2 separate regions of the Zea mays genome follow, and region 1 is linked to region 2. A link is a contact called in public Hi-C data. All regions are on one chromosome and are shown on one strand. Each heading gives the region's core, a stretch centred on a gene start, on an enhancer-like site or on the middle of the called end of the contact. The rest is flanking DNA. Distances are from core to core; before and after follow the strand shown. Region 1 holds the start of LOC100280368. Region 2 holds the start of LOC100193632.

What was found. Hi-C and Micro-C count contacts between places; a contact is called where the count stands out from the background.
Region 1: a Hi-C map of tassel shows a contact between it and region 2, with 2.8 times the contacts expected there. The contact joins the promoter of LOC100280368 here to the promoter of LOC100193632 in region 2. A contact is called at or near these places in 6 of 25 Hi-C or Micro-C datasets (bundle sheath, ear, leaf and 1 more).

What each region holds. Positions count from the first base shown.
Region 1 is chr3:212,968,175-212,974,578 of Zm-B73-REFERENCE-NAM-5.0, forward strand. LOC100280368 reads left to right here and starts at 4,389. Exons shown (of 6, transcript NM_001351840.1): 1 at 4,389-5,014; 2 at 5,097-5,148; 3 at 5,563-5,661. The coding sequence starts at 4,436. LOC100273933 reads left to right here. Exons shown (of 6, transcript NM_001148325.2): 5 at 1-34; 6 at 708-1,345. The coding sequence ends at 1,073.
Region 2 is chr3:212,734,536-212,741,319 of Zm-B73-REFERENCE-NAM-5.0, forward strand. LOC100193632 reads right to left here and starts at 1,834. Exons shown (of 7, transcript NM_001138731.2): 1 at 1,414-1,834. The coding sequence starts at 1,805.

The DNA.
Region 1 (6,404 bases), core at 3,139-5,638, 240 kb after region 2:
AGCAGAATTCAACAAGAAATATGAAGATCTACTGGTAGCATTTGCTAACTCATTACTTATTCCCTGATTATTAGACAGGAATGCATATGAAAGGTGTTTCATGTGACATCTTCAAAGCAGGTGTTTGCATTACTGCTTTATTTAGTGAATAAAAACTATATGATAATAATTGAAGAACTGCACGTTTGATATTCTATGTTGGGCTTAACATAGGCCATTCAGTGTTCAGTTGAAGGAATTCAGTGTACCTTTACGCCCATCCTGAGAAACCATTAGCTCACAAGACACTGTTTTCTCTATCTAATATTCAGCTAGGAATCTTCGACCGTCCTTTGCATATTCCATATGCGATGTCACATTAGGGTTGTGTCCCACATTTCTAGTCCAGTTTATAGACTATAGAGTTCTCCCCCCTTTTTTGGACTTGTGGATCTGGTCTAATCTTATGTCACCACAATTAGGATGTCAAACAATCTGGTAATGTAGAAGGTTTGTTGGCTGTTTACTGTGAATCGGGGCCTAATGATTTTGTAAACATGATGCAGTTAATTAAGGAATTTAGAAGAGAATGAGAACCAACTAACTGCAAGAATATATATGCCTCCACAAGACCACAACTCCATCTTGAACTAAATGTGCAGCTAAGTTTGAAATGAGAGTAATCTAGAAATCACTTCATTTATTATGTGCTGGTATGATGTATGCAGGACGGCTCGGGATCTTCGGTCCACCAGATCCAGACACCTATCATTGAGGGCTCAGTGAGCTCACCAGTTGTTTCTGCTCCAAGAGATAAGACGCCAGCATTGAATTCACCTGTCATTGATGCCGAAAAACACCAAGTTCGCGAATCTCCGACTTCACCAGCTGGAGGTGCAAGAGCTGGTGTTGTCACTAAGGGCAATGTGGTAACCATGGGCCATCACTCCCCCGCTGAGGAGATGCCCTCCACCAGCCCAAGTTCATCAGACGCGCTGGAGAAAGCCCGAGCTGCTATTGCAGCTGCCACCCGCGCATCTGCTGCTGCTCGCGCCGCAGCTGAACTTGCAAAAGTTAAAATTACAAATCAATGACACCTCCAGTTCGGGCAAGGCGTGTCAGGAAGTTTAATCTGGCAACTGATCACCAGGACAGACTGAAATGTATTTCATTGAATAAATTGTTACTGTATATTCCCTTTGTGAGCACTTGGCACATCATATAAGGAGCGTGGCTCCTCGCCTTTCTTCGAATGTACTCAAAGAGAACTATCTGGAATGCATAATGTTGCATTTACTGTTCACTAGTTAGTTATTGTATCATTACGGTTTTTTTACAATACAAACCAATCTAAATTGCAGTGGTTAGAGACGAACACTTTGTTCCTAGAGATCATAGTTCTGAGTTCCAGCGAGCGCGCTTCTTTTTTATACATATGTTTTGCTGGGCGCCCACGTTTGCTTTATTATCATAAATTATGTCGATGCAACCATAACTGTTGTTAGAACGGACACATCACTACGCAAAATGCTAGTTTAGGGGATACTCCGTACAAATTACGAATTACTTTATTTTTGTTACAAGTCAAACTTAATTATTTGTAAAACAGATTGTATCATCAAATCATCATCACATATATAAAACCATAATTTAGCTTTATTATTATTATCTATAAGGGTTTATCTATCCCAAGTTCCCAACTTAGAATCCGTTTGTCTCCTTTAGTCCAGAGACTAAAGTTTAGTCTCTACCTATTTAGTTCTAGAGATTAAAAGTATTGAAAACATATTAAATGAATCACAAGAGGACCAAAATATCTCTCCCGTCATTAGTGCAACTGAAATAAAAGAGGGGCAAAAAGTAGAATGTGTAACATCCTGTCCAATCCTTGGACCAGCGGTACTTACTTCTGGCAGCTCTCTAAGATCATATATCGTCCCCACAGACTAACACAAGTCTTTTGTACGCACTTTGTTCTCGCTCATGCGCACCCGAGAAAACTTCTCAATTGGTCACTCATCCCAAATTGCTCCAAGCTAAGCACGCTTAACTTGGAGGTCCTTTCGAGATACACTTTCCGAAAAAAAGATGCACCTTGTTGGTATGGATACTGTATTAATTTTATTAAGCCTTGTGCGAGGATATCACAATTCACCCCCTACAAGACTGACGTCCTCGTCGGTCAACCCCAATCCATGAACCTCCTCTCTTAGCCACGTCTGTGTGTCTAGTGTCGTCATATGTCATGTCATGTGACCACTCTGGGCCCACATGTGCCATATACCCGAACCCCCTAGCCCACACATGTCCGTGAAACCTCGAGGGTCAGCTCTGATACCACTTATAACACCCCGTCCAATCCCTGGATCAATTGTACTTACTCCTGACAGCTCTCTAAGATCATATATCGTCTCCACAGACCAATACAAGTCTTTTGTGCGCACTTTGTCCTCACTCATGCGCACCCGAGAAAACTTCTCGATCGGTCACACATCACAAATTGTTCTAAGTAAAGCACGCTTAACTTGAAGGTTCTTTCGAGGTAAAGCTTCCAAAAAAGAAGATGCACCTTGTTGGTATGGATACTCTATTAATTCTATTAAGCCTTGTGCCAGGATATCATATAATGTATATAGTTTAGTCTCTTTTAGTCACCCCTTGAGGGACTAGATACTAAAACACTTTAGTCTCTGTTTTAGTCCCACTGTTTAGCAATTTAAAGACTAAATGAGACTAAAATGAAGGGACTCATGGCTCATTTGGTTTCTTTAGTACAAGGACTAAAGTTTAGTTAGAAGACTAAAGTTTAGTCCCTACCGTGTTTGGTTATAGGGACTAAAAGTATTTAAAAACCATTAAATAAATCATAAGATGACCAAAATACCTCTTACTATTCTCTCGTCGTTGGTGCAACTAAAATAAAGGAGGGACAAAAGGTGAAATTAATATAGTTTAGTCCCTTTTAGTCACCCCTTGAGAGACTAAAGACTAAAATAGTTTAGTCCTTGTTTTAGTATTATCGTTTGACAATTTAGGAACTAAATGAGACTAAAATGAATGAACTAATTTTTAGTCTCTCAAACCAAACAGGGCCTAATCTTTAGTCCCTCAAAATAAATTGGGCCTTATAGATGTTAATGTTTTTTTTTGAAAAACTTAGTTAAAGATAGGAATTTAGCTTGTAGGATCGATCCAAGCAGCTATTAATTGCCAGATACCATAGTTAGTTATGCTATTAGAGCATTTCTAGGAGTTTTAGATCGTGTCCAGCAGTTTACTTATATGATTAACCAAAATACTTTGAATATAGGGATAAGAATAGGTAAGCTGTAGTCTTATAAAACAATTTGATAATTAGTTTTTTTCCTGAAATAAGAGCTTCTTATGGGTTAGTTTGGAAACCCCATTTTACCAATAAATTTTCATGTTTCCAAGAAAATATAGTTCATTTTTCCTTAGAAAAATAGGAATCCATCGAGAAAATTAACTTCCTAAACTAGCCCTAAGAAGTTAGATTATCTTTTCCAACTTCTAAGTTTTCGCAATCAAGAAACTTCGTATCAGCTCTATGTCATGCATTTTTCTTAGGAAATAGGAGTAAATTGGACGCATGAGTCAATTAAGAAAATAAAGAATTTCAGATAAAAAGCGGTAAACAACTTAAAAAATAAATAGTTCTAGATGATAAAGCAGTAAAAAGAAAAAGGATTAGTAAAAAATATGATTAGTAAGAAATAGTTTCGAGTTCTGATAAAAAATGTTTAAGGCTAATTTGGCAACCCATTTTCTTAAGGGATTTATATTTTTCTAAGAGAAATTAGTTCATTTTTTCTTAAAAAATGGAGTTGTCAAACTAGTTCTTAGAAAATTATTATTATAAATTGTTGGAGAATGATAAAAAATTCAAGGTTGATACGTCTTCTAATATTTGCTAGATCTATTAGTTTAGCAAGTAAACTATGTCAAGTTTTCTTAAGATGTGAGCTCCAAAGTGCCCTATTTTAAAATATAAGGCTTAACCAATGGTGTAGCTAATGGGTGGTCTATGGCATACCCTAGGCCGGCTCATCGGATCATCAGTCCATCGAGGCCGAAAAAAGTTTAACACTAACAGTGTATTTTGTGTTTAATATTTAGACATTTTTATATTATATTTGCGATCTAATGTATGCACTTACAAACTTAGAGTCTGTTTGAGAACTTCGTTTTGTAAATTAAATTTGGTTATTATTAGAAAAAACGACTAATAAATTATGTAAATAACTCTTTAAATTTAGTAGCTCTACATTCTTTCACATTCACTCTATTTTTATATAGCCAGTCTTTTGGTGTACAGAGTATGTTAGATTAACCTAATTTTACTCTTGGATTAATCTAATTTTTTGTAAAGTCTATTGTAGAGAGTAGCTATATTTGCTCTAAGTTAGTACTTTTTCAGAAACTGTAGACCGGAGCAATGGAGGAAGAGAAAGCGGCGGCGTACTACGACGAGCTCAATCGCAAGGGCGAGGGCGCCCGCCGCTTCAAGCAGGGGCTTGGCTTCTCCTCCTCATCCGCCACTGCCTTCCCTTCCAAGCCCACCGCCTCCTCCTTCCTATCCGGTTTTGTTCGCGCGGGCGCAGCCCCTGGCCCCGCCAAACAGCCGTTACCGCATTCCAGGACCCCATCCAGTCCGCACCATCGCTCAAGTTCACCGCCTCTTTCGCGTCCCAGGATCCGCTCCAGGTCCAGGTCCAGGTCCCCGTCTCGCTCCAGCCGGCGCCAATCGAGATCGAGGTCCCGGTCGAGGGAGCGCAGGCGCCGCTCCAGGTCTAGGGAGAGGGACCGCAGGGCATCCTGTAGACGCTCTAGGTCGCGGGGGTCGAGATCGCCTTCTCGCCGGAGCGGCAGGAGCCTGCACTTGGAAGCCCGGCGGGAACGGCATGGGGATCAGCGGCGGCGGCACGACGACGGCCATCAGAGCTCTAAGGGTCGCAGTGATAGGGACGGGGGCAAAATGGACTACTCGCGGCTCATAAAAGGATATGATAAAATGGTTGGTCACGCCATTCTCGTACTGTACAATTGTTTTGTTACTTTCCTTGTTTTGGAATGATGAACTATTGGTTCTCTTGCAGACTCCAGCTGAGAGAGTTAAAGCAAAGATGAAGTTTCAGCTTTCAGAGACAGGTGATCACTCTTTCAGTTCTTATGAGCTAGGATGGTGCCTTTCTTAAAGGCTACTAGTGTGAGTGTAGTCTGTCTATATTGAATTTGTGATTCTGCAGTGTAGAGAAATGTCGGAAACTGATTGTAGATAAATCAGTGCATTTTGTCTTGACCAGTGGAAATTGATTATACATAAATCTTGGTACTGCAGTGCTTATGTGTATTTTTTGTTTGGATTTATAGCTATTCCTTATATGATGTAATGTAGCTCCAAAACTCAAAATCGACTCTTGGGTACACTAGCATAATATCACTCAAATGCGCATGTAGCTGCAATTTCTTCTGTTGATCATGGAGTTTACAATCTTTATGGTTTTTGGTGATATTTTCATTGTTCTAAAAGATTGTATTGCTTTCCTTTTCAATGTTGGGCAGCTGCAAAAGATTCCACTCTTGGAACTGCAACTGTGGGGTGGGAAAGATTTCAATTTAATAAGGATGCTCCACTTGATGAAGATAATGACGATGTTGAAGGTTAGTGTTGACAATGCTGCATTGTCTTAGCTATTGCTTCATATGGCTTTTCATTAGTTTGGTTCTTCGTCATGTCAGTCTTGATTATTCCTTATGATGCTTTGCATGACATGGCTATTCATCTAGTTATTGTTCAACTTGGTGTGTTATTATTTTAGACATCTGCCTACAATTGGTTTTGAAGTGGCTCTAGGATTAGAATTTGTGATTTAGCACTAGAGCACTTTAGCACTATTAAAGCCTACACAATTAATTTTATGTGCCCAAGCACAATTAATTTTATGTGCCCAAGGTCATTTTCTTTTCACCATATCATGATTTTTCTTGCTAAAGTATATTCTGTACTCAATAAAGCTAAGATATACTATTACTAACCTTAGAGAGGTTCTTGTTATTTTGGTAATTGCCCTCTTAATTTTCAGTTCCTATGCTCAACAAAATAGCACTTTGTATATTATATATTTAAGTTTGAATCTAGAGTGCCCAGTTTTCATGTTTCTACTGACTGCATTAGTTCAACCATTCTATACTTATGAATAGCTTAGGCTCATGATCGATTCAGTAAGAAATGACCTCATTTTTCATTCGATTGGGGAGCTTGAACTCTTGGTTGCTGTAGTAATAGCACAGAGCTCTAGATTGATGCAGGGACTGTCCAGTGACTGTACAGCAACAAAACAACCCACTGAACATAAAATACTTCCCTTGATATGGTTACATTCTCTGAAGAATCACAGGGAGAA
Region 2 (6,784 bases), core at 584-3,083:
TCTTAGCTGCTTGTTGTAGTGCTGTAATTGTTCCTGCTAAGCTCATGGAGACTTTCCTTTTTCTTTGCTTTAGACCTCCTTAGGAAGTTAGGAGGAAATTCTGGTATCTAGGTCCATTTTGGACCATCTTATTTCTTCTTAATATAATGATACGTAGCTCTCCTACGCGTTCGAGAGAAAAAAATCTACAAAATCTAATTATACTATATGAAAAAGGTTATATACTATGAAAGTATTATCATAACGAATCTAGTAATGTCAAATCTAAAAAAAACTCAGACCGTAGGAGAAACACCGCTCACACGGTATTATATTAAAAAGAATCTCAATCGCAGCCCCGACTGAGAAAGGTCATAAAAGCTGCCCACGTGCAGCACGAGAGTCTGCCCCCTACAGGCAAGATCTTTTTTAACCAGCGAGTGACCTCTTTAACCTCACACTAAAATTCGCTCAGGACCTTGTGAAGTGCATGTACATATATAAAAATCATATATATTGATGGTCACAATTAAAAATGTTGACTTGGAACGAACCTAGATGGACCTATATACACGATCTGAGGAAGTAGTTTACTAGGAGAATAATGGCAAAAAAGGCTACTTAAGTGTTTCTAATGTCGTGCTCAACTAAATTCAATATTTGGTTGAAGATTTCTTCATGGCTTCAAAATATCCTGAGTCATGGTTAAGATCATGTATTAGCCTAGCCATAACTAGTAAGTTCTCCCCCTAAAAAACCTAGTAAGTTCAGTTTTTTCTCGAAACTTAAGTTGCCGGAATATTTCATCTGCTACTGCTTTAGACTTCACAGTTCTGTAGTTCTGTTGAAATGTAACATGTGTTCCATAAATGCAAAATAGAACCAAGTTCACCCATCTTGGCAACATATATTTTGCAAAAGATATTCATCCAACAATTCCAAATTACAGGTACACACTAAACAGGACGGTTAGCAAGGACAGTTAGCATGTGTAAATAGAAACACTGGTGTCCAATCTCCACAGTACCTCAACGTCGAAAGCCTAAGCATTGTATAAGACAACAGTAAGCCTAAGCCCCAAAACTAAGAGCAACCACAAAGTAGGTCCAAGTTCTGACATAACACTAAAGTCGGCATAATGAAAAAAACCATGACATATTTTAGTATGTAGAGTGATCAACCCAAGACCTAAAGCAAAGCAATTCCAGACAACAGTTACCAATTTCCTGAATATTTGTTAGACAATATCAAAGGTGCCATGTTAAATCTCTCATCATCATCAGAAGAAGTGTTAATGTTGTTGTCGGTAAAATTTTATATTTGTCTGCAGTCAGTAAAACACAAACGACCAGGCGAACTATTCCTAACCTCCTGGATCCATAGGGAAGGGAGAACGGAGGTGTTAGGGCGGGAGGAGATGCTGGGGGCTGGTACCTGCCGAGGGCGCGTAGGTCCTGGAAGTGGAGGCGCATGGCGGCATCCTCCTTGACGATAATGTGCTCCATCCTGTCGACGTGCTGGCGCACGCTGTACGGGGGCGCGTCGCCGGAGACGAAGAGGGCCTCGAGGAGGCGGTCCGCGCCGAGCCGGATGTCTGCGATGAGACGGCCCGCACGGCCCAGCCGCTCCATCGCCTGAGCCACCTGCTTCGGCGGCGCGTCCCCGCCCGCCGGATCGTGCGGGTGCGCCACCGCAAGTGCCGACGCATGCGCCTGAGGCTGCTGCATCATGATTCCTGAGCCTCCGAATTCCAGAGCTGCGGAAGTGTTTGCTCGCGATCGGCGGCCGGCCCAGTAAGCCGTATAGGCTGCTCGCTGCTGCATCATGATTCATGTGCAGTGGTGGAGCCCAAATCAAAAATAAGGCACGGTAATGGACAATACATACATTGCATTAAAATAAAAGTTCAGTATAAAACATCTTTAAAAAGTACATTTTAAATAAAGAATTACCAGTAATTTAGATCTTGAAAGGACTTTATTTTAAAAAATATATCTTTGATTTTTCAGCTTTACGATGAAACAACTTCAACACACTGATAAGGCAGGTTTCAAAAATGTTTGGGTTACGTATAAACTTCAACTCCTGTAATATAATTTATTTTGTAAATTTTATTAATTATCCTTGATGATTAGCAGGTGGATAAAGAGACATTAATCGATAGCTCATATAACCAATAATATGGTGGATAATTTTTGTGAAACTTTATGAAGGTACATGAAAACAGTGTTTTTAAAGCATCCTTTGAGGAGCTTCTAAAATTTTATAAAACCTTTAGTTCTAGTTTTTTTTTGAAACTAGAACTCGTGGAGCTGGACTTATTTAAATAGAAGAAATAAAATAGATTTAAAATTTTTTAAGTGAAGTTGTTCCAAATATGACATTAACCAAATATAATTTGTTAAACAACGTTGTTGCACATAACACACCGTACCTCTTACTGATGCTTTTCTTTTCGCTGCTCTCGGTGAGCTTGGATTAGTTGTTGATTTAAAAATCTGAATACTTTCTTTGTTCTTCACTTCCCGGACTTCCTCTAGATCTCTATCTCCAATCTTCCTCACTAGCTCACCTCTTCTAATTTCTAATCTCTAATCCTCTCGTACAGGCACACTGCACAAAAAGCCTGACAGCCTCATCTTCTCCTCAAGTCAAAGATGGTACCAGAAGAATACGAACAATGCTGCTACGACAACGATGACCATACATGGAGTATATGAAGATGGAGGCATCACGGGAAAAGGCACAGACGCGCCAGGAGAGCGGGCTCGGTGTCTAATGAAAGCTAGCGCCCGTCTGGCTTGGGCTGGAGTGGACCTTGTAAATGTTGGCAGGCTGATTGGTCGTGTGGACCGAGTGGTTGTGTAAGGGGCATGAACAATTTGGCTATCAGATATCAAATCAGATCGTCTTCCTCGCTGCTATCTCCTTCTTCAACCCTTCTCTACCAGAACATCTCTCTTCTCTCCGGTATCCCCTTCTAGGTGCTAACACGGGCGCAGCCGACGGGTAGGAATTGTGCGCTCACGCAGGACTAGAGGGTTGCGGCGTGTCGGGCACGGAGCTGGCGGCTGGCGCAGCCGAGCGCAGAGACGATGGTGGTTGGTGATGGCTGGTGGCGGCCACGGAGCAGGGAGCCTAGCATGCGGTTCCAGTCTTCCAGAGCCGTTTTGGGTTCTCCGCTGTTGGGACGACTTCGGTGCGGGCCGAATTTTTATTTTTTATTTTTTCACAAAAAATTATAATTAGATCCCTGAAGCTCGACATCATAAGTTGTGGCGTCGAGCTTACCAACGTGGCAGCGTACGTGACAACCTAGCTCGGCGTCACAGATCTTGGGGCCAAGCTAGCATTTATGCTCTGCGCCTGTCTTCTTTCTCTCCTCTTCCTTCCTCCCGTCGTCCCGTGCGCCGCGCCTGCCCGCCCGTCGTTCCTCCACTCCGGTCGGCCGCCCGCCCTCTGCCGCAGCCGCCGCCCCGCAGCGCCGACCGCCACACTAGGGATGGCAGCGGGTCGGGTTTTGTTCGGGTATAATAATACCCGACCCGAAATTGTACCCGAGACTTCTACAAATATCCATACCCACCAAGTCAATCGGGCGAGAAACTGTACCCGTACCCATGCCCATCGGGTATCCATCGGGTATCGGGTATCCAGTGGATATGTTTTGTAGACTAAATAACATTCGATCAGTGTTATAATAAATGCATAAAATATTTTAGTTTACATCTAAGCACCAATGCAACACGAGAATGACTATATTTGGCTACACGTCGATACAATATCTCAACTCATAATTATCACATCCAATAAATTTAAATTTGAGTACAGAGAATAAAAGCTTAATGAGTTCATGAAAGTTGACAGTTATAATATTGTCAATGTCTCATTGGTCTCGATTACATTACAGTTGACTGTTAACACAACACAAATTAATATTCATTAATCAACAACACATACGAGTGAGTTTTTCTAGTGAATGTAACACATTTTTAGTGGATGTAGCACATTTAAAGAGGTATATGGATATTTCGGATATCCACTGGATACCCGTGGGTAAAGTATTTTACCCATACCCGACCCGATGTATTTCGGGTATCCGACCCGATAGGACCCACGGGTGAGTTTTTGTACCCGTATCCATATCCGGTGGGTACGAAACCCGCGGGTATCCATACACACGGGTCCAACTGCCATCTCTACGCCACACAACGTAATATTTTTTAATAGTTACTTAAATTTTTTTATTTAGTTGGTATTTACTTAATTTAGGAGTTAGTGGTTAGTTAGTGTTTAGCATTTAGTTAGTATTTACTTAGTTTAGTATTTTAGGGTTTAGTATATAGTTAGCTAGTCATTTACTTGTGAGTATATTTAGTCCTTTTATATGTGAGTCATAGTGATGTTATCTCAGTTGTTGAGTGTGTATGTCAGCCATCGTACTATTTGTTTGTCTGCAGGTTTTAGAAACCTCACCATATATGGGAGGTGTTGTCGATTTTTTTACTGGGAGTAATATGTTAAGTAAGTATTTAGGGTTTAGAAAATTAGTAGATGGGGATAGTAATAAGTTAGGCATTAGTTGATAGTGTTAGTTAGGTACCATCTTTAGTGGTTATTGAGTTATGAATTTGTGTTTGCAATAGATGGACACCCTATTGACACTATACCATGGAGGAAGTGTGGAGGAATATGTTTATGGGAATGTTAGTTTTGATGGAACGAAGAAGGTGACTATGATGTTCGAAGAAAGATCCTCTTTTGGCCAGATTTTCACTAGAGCTTGTGAGGAGATTAGTTGCAATTTAAACGACCCTAGCATATCAATTGAGGGTTTATTGTCCCATGTTGCATCTGGGACAGTATTTTGACGGTTGATCTCCATTGGCTCTGAAGATAAGCGGGTGAAATATGTCAAAATTGTGATGACGATTGTTCCTCCATGTTTGGATGTGGTGGTTCGAAAGTTTTCCTTTGATCATTGTGATGGTCCAGTCGGGTTATCTCCACAAATGCCAAATGCATCTCCTAGTGAAGCTCCTTTACCTGAGCTTCCGAAAGAAGTGGTTGTTTTGCCATATGCTCAATCGGCCCCGAACGAGGTTGAGATTTCTCGACCAGTTCGTGGCGTTTGTGGGGCCTCAAATCTGGTGGTACCCACCCAGGAGATCCCTTTGAAGCAGAATCATCCTAGTAAGTGTCTTTACCACGCTTTTCACATGCATCGTTCATTCGTTTGATGAGACTTTAATGTAATATTTGCTCCTTCGACGTGATGCAGGAGTTCCACAACTAGATAATGGTGCTTATCTTTCTGTGCCCCTATCATCCAATACGGACCACATATGAAGGGCCTCAAATAGTGTTGATATTCAGATTGAGGATGAAGAGGAGCCATATGAGGTTGCACGGGCCTTAGATTTCGATGATGACCGTCTGGTTCAAGAATTGATCGAGCAAGGAATTGAACTCTTCTGTTATTCTACTATGCCATTGTTGTGATACAATGTTTACCTCACACACAGAGTACACATCTATTATTCTACCATGCCATTGTTGTTGTTACATTTTAATATTTTTATTAACCTTATTTTCTTAATTTGCAGGATGGCGTAGTTCCACTTGCTAGACCATCACTACGACGAGCACCACTGGGGCTGTCTCAACGCAGAGGGAGAGGTAATTTTTTGCATATATATTAAAACTTCAAATTAGTAAATGCAACATATATTTGACTAATGAAATTACTATGCTTGTTAGGCGTTGCCCGTTCTGCGGGTCCGGACCAACGGAGGGTTGTCTTGGACGTCGTATCATTCCAGGTTTGCCATGGGTTGCCGACATTCAATCCCACTGTGTTGACGGTTATGGTCGATAGGTAACGACATCCACATTTTAAACTTGTACAGTCATTGCATCTTTTTCCATGCTTTTGAACATTCGTTTGTGTTCCAACAGGTGGCGGCCAGAGACTCACACTTTCCACCTGCCCTGCGACGAGATGACCGTAACGCTGGAATACTGTCAGAAGTTTCTTGGTCTCAGCATTCTGGTCGTCTAGTGACTGGTCAGGCAGCACCTGGTGGTTGGAGGCAGAGGGTCGAGGCCTTCCTTCGGAGAGTGCTTCCTGATGACCTACGAGGTAGCCACACCACCGGAGTACCACTCACATGGCTTAGGCAGGCTTTTGGGGTGTGTCCACCGGGAGTAGACGAGCAGACGATTAACTACCATTGTCGTGCTTGGATCCTCCACCTTTTTGGCTCAATTCTTTTTCCAGACGTGACGGGTGACAACGCGTAATGGATGTTTCTACCCTGTCTGACTGACTGGGACACGACAGGAGGTTACAGCTGGGCTTCTGGAGTGTTGGCCTTCCTCTACAGGCAACTCTACGAGGTTTGTCGTCGATCGTCGAGGTCCGCGAGCTTGGTGGTTGTGTGTACCTACTCCAGCTATGGATGTGGTCCCACATACTCGTCGATTGCCTGAGAGAGTTCGCTCCTCATGAGTGGTTCATTGTAGCCGGGCAGCGCCTGAGGGCCACAGCTGCCTACTGCTGGAACCAGGTCCAGGAGCCCTTCACACGACACCAACGTGCCTACATGGAGTACTCCAACGAGCTGGACTATGTAATGTTTGTGATGTGGACTCTGTGATGTGAACTTTGTGAAGTGGACTTTGTATTATGGACTATGTGATGTGGACTTTGTATTATGGACTATGCGATGTGGACTTTGCGATGTGGACGATATAATGATTGTGATGTGAATTATGTAGAGTTTGTGATATTCTGTGTTTATTG